Regions from separate parts of the Gossypium arboreum genome. Here region 1 is linked to region 2. Evidence: chromatin contacts called from public Hi-C data. All regions are on one chromosome and are shown on one strand. Each heading gives the region's core, a stretch centred on a gene start, on an enhancer-like site or on the middle of the called end of the contact. The rest is flanking DNA. Distances are from core to core; before and after follow the strand shown.

Evidence for each region. Hi-C and Micro-C count contacts between places; a contact is called where the count stands out from the background.
Region 1: a contact with region 2 is called in a Hi-C map of leaf, with 3 times the contacts expected there. The contact joins the promoter of LOC108459991 here to the enhancer-like site in region 2. A contact is called at or near these places in 3 of 5 Hi-C or Micro-C datasets (all in leaf).

Annotation. Positions count from the first base shown.
Region 1 is chr6:10,973,454-10,979,144 of ASM2569848v2, reverse strand. It overlaps LOC108459991, which reads right to left and starts at 1,985. Exons shown (of 3, transcript XM_017759376.2): 1 at 1,887-1,985. The coding sequence starts at 1,895.
Region 2 is chr6:10,921,074-10,926,910 of ASM2569848v2, reverse strand. No RefSeq gene overlaps it. Among protein-coding and RNA genes, the nearest start is that of LOC108460563, 20 kb to the right of the region's middle. Within about 2 kb of position 4,345, at least 1 of the 2 cell types and tissues checked has an H3K27ac peak or open chromatin away from gene starts, as enhancers often do. A contact at or near this core is called in leaf, where this site is marked.

The DNA.
Region 1 (5,691 bases), core at 736-3,235, 55 kb before region 2:
TATACGATTGTTATAGGTAATAAAATATGCATAAAAAATTAAAATACACAAATTATTTCAACTTAAAACTTTGTTTGAGCAATAAATGTCTTGGGTTCAAATTGTATCACATGTAATTTTTTTATTGTTCTTTTAAGTAAAAGAATAAAATATCCTCAAATAATATTATTTATTTTAATTATGAAAAGATATTTTTATAATTTTTTTAATAGAGTTAGTACCGAGTTGACTCGTGAAAACTACTCAGTTAAGTACTTAAATAATTTAAATTGTGATCTATTAACCGAGTGTTCACTTTATTCAGAAATAGCTCGGATTGATTCTGAGTTGTAAAAAGAAATAGATATATAGAAAGAGAGAATTAATGCAATGCCATCTCATAGAAAATGAATTTCTATTTTAGTACATAGAAATAACTGAATTCAATTCAACCCAGTATAGTGCTCCTAAACGTGGCAATGGAAATGGATTGTTCAGGACTTTGGATATCCTAGATATCCTCCGCTGTTATATTAGGGGGATTGAAGTCTGCGGCTCATGATTCACGATTTCTACCGCTTAAGCGAACGTATGTACATGCACATACATATATATATATATATATATATTACGTGTGTCACACGTGTATGTATATAGAAATAACATATTTAGAATACATATATTTTTTAAAATAACATACAAGAAATAATGAAATATAATATTTGAAACTAATAATAATAACAATAACAACACGTATACAATATGTTCAAAATTAAAATAAAAAGTTAATTTAAATTGTACGTAAAAAATTCAAATAAGTAAATATATCGACTAAGAATATTAAATGTAATCTAAATATTTATCATGATATTTTCATTTTTCTTGAGTTGGTCATGACACCAACTCATTCAATCAACGACATTATCAATATATACGAACAATGTGGGTAAAACAATTTGTGTAAAAAAATTAAAATGTATAAAAACATAAAAATAAAGCTTTGGTCAAAGTGGTGAAAAAATTATCGATGTTGGTAGCATGAGTTTAAATCTCAACTGTTTCAACATTTTTATTGATTTTTTAAATAAGAAGAAGACAAAAGTAAGCTCATAGTAATATAACTTATTTAAAATATAATTTTCTTGACTGAGTTAGTGTCGAGTTGACACCAACTCAGTCACACACTTAAATTAAAAATTAAAATTCTACCCCATATGTATATGCGTGAAACCAAGAATTTAAAACACGTGTTTAAAAAATAACATACAATAAATAATAAAATGTAAGGTTTGAAATTAATAATAGTAACACATATGTAATAAAATTTATTTTTAAAATAAAAAAATGACAAAAGCATTTTCGTAATAATAAAACTTATTTAAATTATTTAAAATTATTTTAAGAATTTTGTTGATGAAATTAATGTCGAGTTGATTTGTTACATTAGACTCATATACTTAGATAATAATATAAAAATAAGATAGATAGAAAATTGTACATATAATATTATATTTATATTAAAATAGGTATTACCATTCTTCCATTTATTTTCTGCAATGATATATATATGATACTAAGTATTGGCGAAGAATGTAAAAGTTAAGAGTGAGTTTGTATAGACGGTGTAATACGGTATGTTTAATTTATTTTTGTTTTATATTATATTGTCATTTTAATATTTAATTTTATTTTTATTATTATTATTATTTTTATACTAATCAAAAGTAAATACACAAACTCAACTCAAATAATGAATCTTTCGTTATTTTGGAAACATAAAATGTAGAGTTTATGAAGTTAACACATAAATATATAACATATCAGATTAGCTAATCCGTAAATAACAGACAGCACATATGACATAGTAATATTAAAGAAAATAAATAAATGGTGAAATAATGCCACACCTCTGCCATAGCAGTGGATGATAGAACCAAGTGAAACAGACAAAGAGATAAAAATCAAGAGATGGGTGTCCTCCTTACACTTCTATATCAACCTAAGCGGCTAAATTGCGTCTTAAATAGGGCGAAAGACTTTGACTCCATGCACTCTCGACCACCAATCGTATCCATCCGACACAGAATGTTTTTCTTATCACGAGTCACGACCAAGATTGTCGTCATATGTGTTATTGAATGATTGACACATGGTACCTTTCATAAATTGATGATGGCAAATTTTTTAAATTATCACCACCAAGGAACTTAACTTTGATTGGACGTAGAAGCATCCAAACAACAACCTCGTTCTGGTATGAAAAAGATATATCATCCTCCCCAACTACGTTATTTTGTTATTTGATATTCGAGCTGTTGTGGCTGACACATCCATGGCATTAATTATATAGATTTTAATCTCCGGTCCCGGATTTATGCTCTCTTTCTTGGACCCATCCTCATTTCTAGGCTTTATATTATATTGGCATGAGATGCCTGGTATCCAATAGTCAACTTAGAAAAAAGACATTGTATCCCAACTACATTTAGAGTTGAGTTACGACTGGCTCTTTAACGAGAATGCTTATCAACATTGGTACTCTTTTAGCTTTGTATCTCAAGTAACTAAAAGGATTTATATTTGAAACATTATCTTTGTATTAATATTACGTTAGTTGGAGTATTATTTTTATGCATGTTTTAATATATAAGTTAATAATAAACTAATCAAATTGGTAATATTTAACCATTCTCGTTATTTATTTTTAGTAAAGAGGAGAAAAAAATTCCTTTTTTTTTTTACAAGAGTTTTTACTCATCTTTCTAATATTAAGTTTAAATTTGTACTAATTATTTTTTATTTTATGTCTAACTATTTCCCTATGTTATTACATTAGCAGCCATACGAGTTTTTAGTTAGGTATGAGAATGGAGTGTATTGGGATGGATGTTGGTAAATCCACTATTGCTGCATCGTTTGCATGCTCTATATTATCATCCGTTTTGCTCCATTATAGATGTGTAATCTTAAAAACTACTACCAATTTCATGGATGTTGGAAACATCCATTCCCACCCTTGTCTCACCTCAATTTAATTTTTGCTAGTTATTTATAATATCTTTAATTTTTAAAAAAAATCAAATATTTAAGCATAATTCTTCAAAACAAAAATTTCTAAAATTCTCATTTTGATTTTTAGTTTTGAGATATATGGGTAAGGAAGAAAGCAAAAGAATTTAGGTTTTTTTTTATATAATTCATTATTACACTTTTACACTTTTAAATTTGAATAATATAATTTTTGGCCTATAAACTTGGCATCTAGATACATTTTGATATTTTTATTTTTATTTTTGGTTCACTTTGATACCTAAACTTGCAACTAGAATCATTTTGGTCCCTGAACTTGAATTTCGTCAAGATTTGATGATATGATCAATTTTCTTGGAATATGACTAGATTGATTGGTCAGACTGATTGGACCGATAATCGACCATATACTAGTCCAAACAAAGGGGTTGGGCTGATTGAATTGAAAACTACTCGAAACCGATAAAAAAAACACAAAAACCAATAGTTGAACATGTTAAACCAGTTTAATAAATTTTTTAATATTTAAAATAATAGAATTATGAATTATTATTTTTAATTATTGTTGGTATAGTTGTAGACCCAATGCAATCGATTGAACCATGAACTAATGGTCTAACTAGTTCAATCACTAATCTAGTTATTAGAACACTGTATGTTACACTCTAATATTGTACCACGCCATCACCTAAAATTTTATATATTTTTTTAATTTTCAAGTGATGATGTGGCACGATCTCAAAAGGCCATGCCATCAAACTTTTATATTTTTCAAGTTCAAGGACCAAAATGAATCTAGTTGTCAAGTTTAAGTACCAAAGTAGATAAAAAAAGTACAGGTATCAAAATGGACCTAGTTGCCAAGTTCACGGGGCAAAAATTATATTATCCCTTTTAAGATTTAATAGTTATAGGCATAATGTAAAATTTAGCCTTTAATGTTTACATTTTTTTGTCAATTCGATTTTTATTCTTTTTTATTTTAGCTAAATTTGATCATCAACCTTTTAAAAAGAGTCTACTTAATTGTTTTAAATGAAAATATTGACTAAAATGTTAAAATTTTCAACATGGTAGCCCGCATGACAACCAATATGTACTTCATCCTAATTTATTAATTTTTTTAATTTGTATTTTTTTTGAATATTTTTATATTTTTAAATTATTTGTTGCCAACGAAGTATACACTTTTGGTCAACATATATGTATGTTTGCTTACAAAGCACGAAGAATAATTGATCTGATTCATTAATGTTCCTACGAAGAAACATTTATAAAACTAGAACTCATGCCTTAAAGATGTAGTCATCGATTCTCCCGAGAGGCCACAGTTACCGCGAGAAAACACATTAATTTAATGACGAGGAGCACATTTTTCTATGCTACTAATACTTGTACTTGCTCTGCTATTCTGCCCAAGCTTGACTGAGGAAGAGTCACAGGGCATAAAAAAATGCTTATTTTATTTTCTTTTGGCAGGTAATACTATATATAAAATAGAAAAGTAAAAATATATGATAAATAATAAATAAAAGGCCACTCCATTTTGGCAAAAGACCTAAGCTCTCAAGTTCCATAACTTTGGGTTTGCTATCCCGATCATGATTTTTCTACCTCTACCAAAGGGAAAGGTCCTTCCCTTTTGGGCTTGATGTGGGCAAGGAGGGATTCCAACCCCTGACACCATAGTTCGTAACCACGTGCTCTAATCCTCTGAACTACAAGCCCCACATTGTCTCCACTGGATTTGTTCCTATGAGTAACCTAAAAAAAGGAACTTTTCTCTTCCCAACCATTTAGGGTTAAGAAGATGTGAAAGTGCATCTCTATAAGAACGGTGTGTCCCAACATAGGAAGTGGGAGAGAGGAGATTTCATAACCGGGGTTTTGAATAAGGCTACCTTTTCATATCTCATCCTTATTACTTTTTGTGATATGAGTCAGCATGGAGTGCATGCAGACTAACACGTGAATTATCACGGCAACATTATTAAAAAAATTAATATTTTAATTAAGATTTACATTAAAAAATCATTTTGACATTTTTAAAAAATATTAATAGCCAAATTTAATTAAAAAAAGAATGAGAGTTAAATTGATAAAAATTATGAATGACAATAATTGAATTTGACATTATGTCATATATATATATATATTTATATAAAGTAAATATTGATTTTATACAGTAAGACGAAACAAACAATTACAATAATCAAACCATACTTATTATAATAAAAAACCTCTCACCTAAAATCCATTTAAAAAAAATCTGAAACAGATACATTCAAAAATTCGTTGGTAAGATTAAGATTTGTCATCTACTAATAATGAGTCATTTGATGATATTTGTTGAAATATAAATATAAATATAAATATAAATATTTAATTTTAAAATTTCTTGGTGAGGTCAGATTCATTAATAATACACATATTTGTATCCCTAGTGGAGATGGAAGAAGAAAATAAGCTTTGGCGACCAATGGATAGACGAAATGGAGATGGTCTAAGTTTGCTGGCTTGCACGGAACAATTAATCAATTAAGATCATGGACTATCCCAACAAATTGGCATCACTCTGACTCTGAGGAATCAAATTGACCTTGGACCAAGGATGGCCAAACAAATTATATTTAAGGTGTCTCGTGGTTAGAATATTACATTCTATATCTATATCAATATCAT
Region 2 (5,837 bases), core at 3,096-5,595:
CCATTTTTAGGGGTTTTGAGCTTCAAAAATCTCAGCAACCTATTCCTCTTGCAAGCAAGTGATTCGCATACTTTTTGTTGATGATTTTTGTATTTTTGGACCCCTTGAAGCATAAGCTTTCAAATGAGGGGACAATTTTGTAAAATGGTTGAAAGTCTAAGGTTTTGCCATGAGAGCAAATAGGTTGTTTTCTGAAATTTTATGGAAGAATATAAATCTTAAATAAACAACTTTTGTGAAGAGATTTCTCATGAAAACTCTAATAGGACCATTTTGTAAAGTTTGTTAAATAGATAGTAATATTGTGAAATATTGGAAATTTGGGGTTTTCATAAGAGAGATAATTGGTAGGTTAGGCTTGGATGATAAGGAAATTCGATAAAAATTGATTTTCGGATCTAGGGGTAAAATGGTCATTTTGCCAAATAATAGATTTATTGAATGCCTAGTTCAATAAAATGATTAAATGTGTGAATTTTTTTATTATAGATCAAGAAATTCAAAATCCAAACTTAGATCGAGGGAAGGCTAAGTAAATTGATTAGACCGACTAGTCGCCATATTTTGTAACCCGAGGTAAGTTGTATGCAAATAACACAACTACATTGTCATTATATGTGTTGAATTGATTTAGCATGAATTGTTTGATTGTGGAAATGAGAATGTATGATGACGATTGAGATAGTAAAATTCCCGGTTGAACCATAGAAAATAAATCGGATATTCATGCCATGACATACAGGTTATTGTGAGCTAGTGTAAGACATGTCTGGGACATGTATCGGCCACATTATGAGAGCCAGTGTAAGACCATGTCTGGGACATGGCATCGACATTGAGACGAGAGCTAGTGTAAGACATGTTTGGGACATGCACTGGCCTCGAGATGTAAGCTAGTGTAAGACATGTTTGGGACATGCATCGGCTATGAGATGAGCCAGTGTAAGACCATGTCTGGGACATGGCATCGGCATCCTACCCCATGTTTGAGGCTTAATAAATATCCGGTAGTGTTCCGAATGGTTCAATGGTGAGAGTTATGATTTAAGATCATGAGAAAAGTATAACCGTGTTGTGAGTGATACAGGTACCTATTTGTTATATATATATAAGATGAGAGTTCGATATATGTTATATGATGGGTATTGGATAGTGATGAGTAAGTTGTGCTTACGCCTACTTTTGTATTAAGAGCATGTTGTTAAATGGTAAAATTGTTGTTATGTATTTGTATGCTTCTTACTAAGCTTTATGCTTACTCCCTCTCTTTTCCCATTTTCTTATAGTGACGCCTAAATAGCTCGAGGATTTAACGGACGTTGGAGGCTATGATCACACTATCATCTGAAGCACTCGGTATAATTAGACTTTTTATTTTTTAGTATGGCATTATATGGCTTAGACTTTATTGTTTTGTGTCCTTGAGAAATTAGCCAAATATGTGGCTTGGGTTAAATCCTTTCATTTTTGTATAAGGCCATGGATAATGGTCAATATTCATTTTGATATTGTGTAGAAGATGTTACTTTTTATTGATGAGTAAATTTGCACAATTGAAATGTTGTCTATTGTGGTTGTTTTGGCCATATGATGTGCCATTGTATTGGTATAGAGTGATCTTATGCAGGTTATGTAAGTAATGGTGGCAAAGAGGCTTGGTAAATAGCCTTATTTTGTCCACACGGATAGGCACACGGGCGTTTGTTTAGGTCGTGTGTGACACACGGCCAGCCCCATAGGAGTTTTGTCCGGCCGTGTGTCCCCTGCATGTAAAATATGCAAGTCAATATGCATGATAGTAAACACACGAGCAGAGACACGTCTGTGTGTCTCAACCGTGTGAAGGGCACGGCCTAGCACACGGGCGTGTGCCTTGGCCGTGTGGCCCTTAAGGATTGGTGACGTCAGAAACAGAATGTCCAGGTTTTTGTACACAGGCTAGGACACGGGAGTGTCATGGCCGTGTGAAGGACACGGGCTAAGCACACGGGCGTGTGCCAAGTCGTGTGAAAACCCCTGTAGGTGTGAATCTAGAATTAATTCCATACGAGTGGAGAACACGGGCGTGTCCCTAGGTGCTTAGGCCGTGTAGACCACACAGACCAACAACACGACCATGTTAAAATGGTCACACGGGCGTGTTGCCCCCCACACGGGCGTGTGCCCCTGTATTTAGTAATATTTTTCAGAGTTCGTGGGAAGATCCGAAATATTCCCAAATGGTTTTAAATGAACGTTTAAAGCCTTATAGGCCTTTATTATGGAGTTTTGATAAAGATCGGAAAAGTTTTATATTTGACCTAATTATGGTGACTTGGAACCGTGTGAATGTATGTGTTCAAGTTAAGTAACGCCTCGTATTCCGTCCCGGCATAGGGTACATGTGTGGGGTGTTACAGCCTTTCTCTAGACTGATAACTTAATCGATTCTCGATCCGACCAATCAGTCCAATCCAGTTCAAAAAACCTTGCATTCCCCAGCTAGCTTGGGCTTATTTACATTTGAATTAGGGAAAAAAAAAAGGAAAAAAATTGCTTCATTAGGTTTCTGTTGGTTAGCTTTGAGGTTCTAAGTGAGTGCAAAAAAAATCAAAGGGTAAAAGGTCTAAAAATGACTTTTTTTTAATTATATATTTTTTAAGTTTTTAGAATTAGAGAACTAAATTGACAAATTTTGTAAATATTGAGAGCTAAATTTATTGATTTTTTTATTTATAATTCGGACTAAAATGACAAACTTTGTAAATGATGAAGGTAAATTTGTTGAATTTTTTATATATAGAATTAAAACGATAGAATGTGTAAATATTAGAGGGGCTAAATTTGTTATTAGGACAAGAAAAAAAGCCCACATCAACTTTCCGTCGCTCATCTAACGACAACTAGAATAAAATATTTAATTTTAAAAATTTTATTACTGAATTGAATGACCAATAATTGAATGATCATAATAGAAAAAAACATAATTGAGGAATTATTTTTATAATTTAATTTTTAAAAAACAAATTACAGAACCAACTTAAAGAATTTTTGTTGTTTTAATAACCCTTCTTTCTTCTTTTCTTTAACGTAAATTCTGATATTTGAACACATGAACAATATATTTTAGCTCAATAAAAGATTATTTTGCATTATTTATGTTGTGTTTTTTTGTTATTATACATTGTTACATCATCTCCTCGTTTAACAGTCAGCCACACATTTTCTGATTGCAAAGGAGGGATAATCCTACTCATATATTCAAAGCAATCTTGTATGGCTTGAGAAGCAAATCTGTATGTATAAATGTCCATTCTTGATATTTTTAGGGTCATAGACGAAATAATAAGTTGGACCCTTTCAAATATATATATATATATATATATAATAAAATACAATAAAAATTAAAAAATTTGTGGGTCTTAAGAGATAAAGCATTTATGGTGAAAAATTAAAAGTCTTAAATTTTTTTTTCGACATTAAAAGTTAAAAAAAAAATTTTAACCCCTTCCAACCTTTAACCCTAAACAATTGCACTTTCAAACAACCCTAGGACCAGGCTTATATATATATATATGAACCACTCATATATCTCCAAGAATATAAATATACACATACATAAAGATTATGGAGTGGTTTTAAAAGACAATAGTTGTTGGTGTTTGGAGTTTAGAGCAAATATTAATTGTACATTATGTGGGTTAGAGGTTTTCTTGGGTTGGATAGGACCGAGTTTAAGTATAGTATTAATATATTTTATATTTATTTAAGTTAAGTTTTACTCGGGTCGAAATATGGGTTTAAAATTTTATTTAAACTCGTTCTATATTTATAAATGGATAACCCAAACCCATTTTAGATCAGCTCATACTATATTTTTATTTTTAAAAATATATTTATATTATTTTAATTTTAATTTAATAATTATATATTTTAATTTATTAAAATTTAATATATAATCAATTTAATATTTTTTAATGTTTACATTATATTATTTTATGTTACTATAAATTTTATATTTAAATGTTATAAATTATAAAATATATAAAAATAACAAAATATAATATATTAGAAAATTAAAAAATTGAGTTGACCATACTTAATTCATATTTTAAACGAACATAATTTTTTTACTTAAATTTTTTAAAATTTAATATTTTTATCTAAATTTCTTTAAATTTGGAATAGACATATGGACGGACAAGTCTAGTAATCAATCACCCATAATATACTATTCCCCAATGAAAGGCTGTAACAAAATAGCACGCCAGTTGGGCTGTGGTCAATATACAAGGAACCAGTATAGGAATGGGGTATTAGAGTAGTGGACCACGGATCCATTAGGACAGGCCTAAATTGAGTCTAGCACACGATAGCTAAAAGCAGTGTGGTTACGTCATAGTCGATGAGTGGAATTTGGAAGTGGGGACTGGGGACCCCTTCAGTTTCTTAACTTTTGGTTCATGGATCAGAAGACAAGGTGACCAAAATTTAATTTTAAAATATATTTTAAATATAAATTCACCTTTTATTATTCATTTTGAATTTATTGAGTTATTAATTTTATGTGCATAGTATGAGATGGCATTACTCTTTAATTTATGGAATAAACTTTGGGTTAATATTTCATATACTAATAATATATTTTTTATTTCATAAGTAGTTTTAAAATTTTATTATGTATTTTTCTTTTTTAAATATTTATTTTTTAGTATTTTACTATACCCTTATTCTTATAAGACATATGTCAACCCACAAGGGAGGTGATAGAGACTCTAAATTCCCTAAAATAAAAATTTTCTATTTAGGTCCTTTATAATTTATACAATTTTAAATTAGTAATAGTAAAATTATCTTTTGGTCCCCAAAATAATAAATATTTGATTTAATCCTTTAAAATTATAAAGATGTAGAATATTAAAATAGCGAAATTGTATTTTTATTATCGTAAAAAATACATTTTAATTTCGTCCTCAAAAAAAAAAAATTTCTTGCTTCACCACTGTGGCAACCCTTTGACTCTACTTGTGGAGTCTAAAAACTCCATTGGTAGTGTATTAGATACTATTCTGTAAATGTTTTGCTTGTTTATTTTGAGCTTGTGAAGCTTGTTAAACAAATTTTACATAATTTATGATTTTTTTTTTGGTGTCGTAAATTTTATTTAGAGTGAGATTTGAATTTATGTCACCAACATTTTTAAATATTTTATTTACCACTTTAAGTAAAGCTTTAATTTTATGAATATTTTCTATTTGAGATTTATTTAGTCTTATTATTTTATATTTTTAAATATTTTATGGGGATCCACATACATCGTGTAAAACTAAAGTGATTTTACACATTTCAGTGTAAATTTTATAGATCTGTCATGTTTCATGCTACATTCATATTGATCATTTATGTTAAGTTTGGTATAAATAAAAATTTCTAACTATTTGCTTTATGTAAAAGAACCTTCAATTGTAAAATATATATTAATATAGACAATCGTTTAGATCGACATGATAAAGATATTGAATCGGCTCAAAATTTTACATGCATGACAAGTACAAATATCTTGCTAAATTCAATGGTTGGATTGTTAAAATATTGATTATAGAAAAATTACAAAAGAGTGTAAAACCATTTTAATTTTACACTGATGTAGATGGATCATTCCTATTCTTTTATATATATATATATATATATATATATATATATATATAATATTTTTAAAAATATAAATAAATTTAAAATAAAATAAATCAATACTGATACGTATCAATACTAATAAAAGAGAATACTTGACATGTACAATATTAACTACCTTGAACTAAATATGTTTAGATATGTGTAAGATTAATTTCGGTTCTTTT